Linked DNA regions of Mus musculus: region 2 is linked to region 1. A link is a contact called in public Hi-C data. All regions are on one chromosome and are shown on one strand. The core of a region is the stretch at or near the end of the contact, and the rest is flanking DNA. Distances in the headings are between cores, read along the strand shown. Region 1 holds the start of Sh3bgr (SH3-binding domain glutamic acid-rich protein). Region 2 holds the start of B3galt5 (UDP-Gal:betaGlcNAc beta 1,3-galactosyltransferase, polypeptide 5).

Region 1 (2,700 bases), core at 192-2,691:
TAGTCCAGGGCATCGATCAGTTCAGGGCCACATGATGTCATAATTTCCAAGTCTGAGTTAGTCTACATACTACACAACAAATAGAACCACAGAAACCATCCTGGACGAGTGGGTGGGGTTGCCAAACTCTTTTATTTTCTGCCTGCCTTCTCTGAAGATCCTCCTGATTGTCCGCGGTTGGGTGTAGTGGCCTTCAGCAAATTGTGGTTGGGGCTGGTACTTAGCCAGGGCCTGGAAACATCTCTGCGGAGTGACTGTCAGAATTCCAGCCGCAACCTGAGACCCTTCGGAACAGCTATTAAAGGAAACAGCCCCCTCTCTGGTCTCTAACTCTTGGAATTAATAGACTGTTTTCTTCCCACAGCCTTCCTCATTTCTGCTAAGTACTGACTAGAACCTTCACAAGACAGACACTAGAGTCCACCTGAAGCCAGTCTCCTACAATTCATTCCTAGACCTAGAACTGAGTCTCTAAATTGCTCTTATTTCTTCTACCAGCGGGTCTACATAAATGCAGGCTGGAATCAGAGAGTGGGTGGTCTCAAGCAATCCGAGCTAAGCCATATGGAGCTGGGCTTTTAGCTCACACTCTAGGTGCCCTCACATAGGAGAGCATTTAAAACTGTGGGCCTCAGATGGGTTTGCTGCTGTCATTGTGACATCATTTTCTACAAATAATAAGCTCATACCTACTATCTTCTAATGTTTCCAGCTATTTCAAATATAGGAGTAATTGTGCCCCGAGGTCGTTTGGACGATCTGATTCATCTCTCCCTGACCCGTCATCTGTCTCCAAGATTTAGCCTGCGTCTTACAGAATGAATGATAAAGCACTAAAAATTCCAAATGGCTAAAACTACACAGCACTACCAACAGCGCACAAAACACCGGTTAAAAGGAGCATGAAACACTCCCCCCGTCCAGTCACCTTTCACGCCAACCTGCCAGATTACACACTCACATACTTTTTCCAACATCACGAAGACAGAGGCAAAAAAGCGCAGGGCGCTCATGCTCACCGCAGTGTGCAGTTGACTCCCACACAAAAACAAAAACAGCATTCAAGGCCAAAAGCCGGGGCATACCCACTCCTTCTGCCTCCAACCAGGAGTTATCCAGAAAAACACATAGGAAGAAAGCCCACAGAGCCCCAGACACCTACCGCTATGGACCCAGAAGATGTGGCAACAAACACTTTGATAACCATTTCGACAGTCGGAAAGAGGACTCCCCCTAACACACCCCTGCTAGGGAAGTCGCTGGACAAATCCCGCAGTGACGCCCGGGGGAGCAGGTGCCAGGTCAGGGCTGGCGGTGATCCAAGCCTCTGCTCCCAGCCCTCCCCTCCAACCAAGAGGCTAAAGAGCAACGGGGAGGCATCCCGGGCTTCCCCCTCCGTTTGGGATGTCAGGAAAACGATTGGCTGATAAAAGCAGCCACTGGACCCTTTCCCTTATCACTTTAAAGGCCTAACAACAGTCCCTAAAAGGCCAGGCTGAGAGCTCGGGAGCGCACCAATCACAGACCCATGGAGAGGTGCCTAGGGCAGAAGAGGCGGGGCTCTGGAAACTGTGGGGTGTGGAAAAGAAGCGAGTTGTCCAGAGCCTAGGGAAAAGCCCAGAAAAAGTCACCTTATCCAGAACCAGGCTGGATTCACCAGGCCTTGGACAGACCACAGAACTGTGAAGACTGAAACAGCCGCACTGGCCACTTAAATGAAGCGCGGCTTCCTGATTTAAAGTTTTCTAGAGGGTTATTTAAAAACCCAACGAACTGTCACAGGATGGAGATTCCTCTGTGAGTGGCCTGTTTCCTGCTTTCTCCTTCCACCAGCTGTTGGGTGCTGTAAAACTTCACTGACACTTCAGAGCTGGTGGCTGCCGATGACTGTATCTAGAAATAATCTCCCTATTTTAAAGGCTTTGGGAGATGGGGATGTTTATAACAAGCTCTAAAGCATCTTATTTATACAGGTGATTTGAACTGCATTTAAAAAAAATCAGAGTACAAAACTAGTAAAAAAAAAAAAAAAAAAAAAAAGCCCAAATGTTAGCAGCCCAGACTCTGCTGATGGGTTTCAAAGCAAGGTCAAGGACCCATGAGGTGGCTCACTGGATAACGGCCTGCAAGCCCGAACACCTTCCTGAGTTTCATCCCTAGAACTTCATAGTGAAAGGAAAAAAAGCAAATCACACATACACACTCAGACACACAGACACACATATGTGTGCACACATATACACACAACACACACACAGAGACACACATGCACACATATATACCCTAGAACTTTATGGCGGAAGGAAAAAAATACACAAACACACTCACACACAGAGACAGACACACATAAACACACATGTGTGCACACATATGCACACAATAAAAAAACATGCACACTCATACAGAGACACATGCACACACATATACACATAAATATGCACATACATACATGCACACACACAAATACACACATACACAATCACATGCACACACATATATACACATGAATACACAAAGACACACACATGCACACAAATACAATACACACACATACACTCAGACACATGCACACACATACATATGTATACACACAGTAAAAACACAGGCATACTAATACACACAGCCACATGCACACACACACACACACACACACACATATATATATATACATACATACATATACATGAATACACATATGCA
Region 2 (2,700 bases), core at 32-2,531, 81 kb before region 1:
CATCTCATGACTCAGAGATGCCCAGGTTTATTCAGAGCGCCTGCCCAAAACCAACAAGAAAGGGCCATCTGTTCAGAGGGACATTCAGAAAGGAACAACTGTCTGGGTCAAGCTGGGCGGGGGGAAGGACCCCTTTGGTCCTTCCTTTGTAGGACCTGCTCCTCAGGGTCACTTCTCAGTGTCATCAACCTTGTCCTGAGCTTCTCCCTCAAAAATCAGACTTTAGTTTTTAATTAGACAAAAACCGAAGGTGACAGAAAACAGTCAATCCTGACATGATCTCTTTGAAGCCAAATGCTCACATTACTCAAACTGGGTGGGTTGGTTGGTTTGTTTTAAAGAAAAGACACTGAAGAGATGGAACAGTTAGACGGAGCATATACAAGACTGGATGGATGGCTGACGGACAAATTAAACACAGACAGTTTTGTTTTGTTTTGTTCAGTTCTGAAGATTGAGCTGGGGCCTCCCACATGTCCAGAGGCAACTGTATCACTAAAGCTATATTCCTTGCCCAAAGCTATAATTTAACTGAAAATTTTCATTATACACAAATGAGCTTAATAAACATGCATATAACTCAGCCATGAACTAAGAATTTCCTACATTTATAAAATGGATAAAAGCCCAACACTGACTGGAGCAAAACCTTTCCCCAGACCCCAGCGCATTAAAACCTACACACACACACACACACACACACACACACACACACACATATCATAGTGCATCTAACCCCTACCCACAACTCACCACCAAAGAAAATGTTGATTATCAAGCCCAAGGCACTCCCATGAACAGAAGAACACCCCAGGAAGTCAGCCCCTGGCTGTCATCCCTGACTGTCACCCCTGGCTGAGAAGAAGGCTTTTTTCTTTCTTGTTCTCAGCCCTGGGCCCACACACTGCAGGAGCTGCTGCAGCAGGATGCTTCGGAGTTGGCTTTAGAATTTGACTTGATTGATGTTATTTTCTCTAGCTCGAGCTATTCTTTTGAATCCTGTGCTGTGTCCATCGATGTGTAACCCTCATTTATATGTGCGCTGCTACCCACCCAGAAGCACAACTTCCTTCGGTGTGGTATATATACAAGTCTCTGTCAGTGAATCCAAGCTCTCATCAAGCTCCGTGATATCTCTGCCTTAATTTTACAGGAAGAACACATGGATGCCAGCCTGCCCTGCTGTTTCTAGTGCCTGCGCCCCGCGCCCCCGCCTCCCGCAGCAATTCCTTACCGTCGTCCTGCTGGAGCTGAGAAGGGACAGGGCAGGGGACGCAGGCGGCCCGAAGGCTCTGTCCAGGCCAGGGCAGCCGCAAGCTGGACTGGCATTTGCAAGTGGGAGGAGCGCGCGGCAATGCGCTTAGGGACTGTGATAGGTGCGCGGCGGCGGGAGGAGGTGCACTTGAGTCCCGCAGCGCAGCAGCGGCCGGTTAGTCAGAGCCTGGGTCCCTGGACCACAGAGCAGCGAGCTGCTGCGTTATGGAGAAGCAGCAGGAACCGGCTGCCAAGGTCCCGCCTCCCGAGTGCGCTGGCCAGAGCATCTTCCCTGGCACCAGCATTTGCGCAGATCCTCAGCTCCTCTAGGGCCGCTGCGGGCTGTGCGCTCTAGCCCTCCCAGGGGACAGTCTTGAAGTTAACTTTGAATTTACTGGCGGTGCAGGCCAAACCGCAGGGTCCTGCATTTCCCACACCCAGTGACCACCGAAAGACCACGACGCTCCAGGGGTGGGGGTGAGGCAGGGCGAGAATTCTCATAAGAAAGGTTTGTGCAAGGTCAAAGAACCTCATGGGAATGTGCCTGCATCCTATTTACTTGGGCAGTGACAAGGGTACAATTCATTTTCCCGTGTTGCAGGTTTGGAAATTGAGGCACAGGAAAGTTAAGAGGCTGGTGCTGGGTACCGCTCTCTGACACAGACCAAGTGGGAAAGGATGCGTTGGTAGAACCGAGGGAAAGAGACTAGCTGGAATAGCAGAAGACACCAGACCTTTCTCTGGCCTGAAACATGTCCATATATTTATGCGCCCATATGTGCAAGACTGCACAGTTTTTTACCAGTTGAATACTGCTGTAATTCAGTGGTCCTCAGCCCTAGCTGCACAGTACAATCTTTGAGAAGCTCCGAAGATGCACAGCTCTCATCCCAAGCAAGCGAAGGTCGCTTATTTTCCTTAAGGTCGTGTCTTCCATGTTCTCAGAACAATGAAGGTTCTCGTTTGCCTACAGTTTAGCACGCTGTTGTTTTTACAAAAATGCGTTCCTGGGCTAGGAATGTGGAGCAAACATTAGAACGACTGGAATCCGTGGCCCTAATGATATAGACTCCTTTCAGAGAAGGTGGGCAGGGTCTATGGATTGTGGGGACTGCGGGAGAGGAAAGGCTTTAAGTGATACACTGCCAACACCCGTGATTATTAAACTCCCACGCTGCTACTCTGTGCAGGGCTTCATGAAGAAGCTCAGTCTCCTAGGGTAACCAGGGACTGATGTAGAAGCAGAACTAAGATGTACAGAGGCCCCTGCAGCCTGGGGGCTGAATCTTCCTTCCAGGTTCAGGGCTAAGGCCACTACCCTCCACATCTGCCTCTCCCTCCTGGCTCTACCTGACCTCTGAGCAATCCCATCCCTACCTATCCCATAGTTTCTCAGCCAAGGTGACCTTGGTCTCAAACAAGTGAGGGATGCAACCAGATGCAGGG

The links. A called contact is a pair of places that touch in the nucleus more often than the background predicts.
Region 2: a contact with region 1 is called in a Hi-C map of nephron progenitors, with 2.1 times the contacts expected there. The contact joins the promoter of B3galt5 here to the promoter of Sh3bgr in region 1. A contact is called at or near these places in 2 of 484 Hi-C or Micro-C datasets (Sertoli cells and nephron progenitors), 5 of 115 datasets of contacts at active chromatin or transcription factors (the SCID.adh cell line, effector CD8 T cells, embryonic stem cells and 2 more) and 3 of 9 other capture datasets (adipose tissue, liver and pancreatic islet).

What each region holds. Positions count from the first base shown.
Region 1 is chr16:96,199,211-96,201,910 of GRCm38.p6, reverse strand. It overlaps Sh3bgr (SH3-binding domain glutamic acid-rich protein), which reads right to left and starts at 1,441. Exons shown (of 8, transcript NM_015825.2): 1 at 1,163-1,441. The coding sequence starts at 1,207.
Region 2 is chr16:96,279,613-96,282,312 of GRCm38.p6, reverse strand. B3galt5 (UDP-Gal:betaGlcNAc beta 1,3-galactosyltransferase, polypeptide 5) reads right to left here and starts at 1,281. Exons shown (of 3, transcript NM_033149.3): 1 at 1,235-1,281.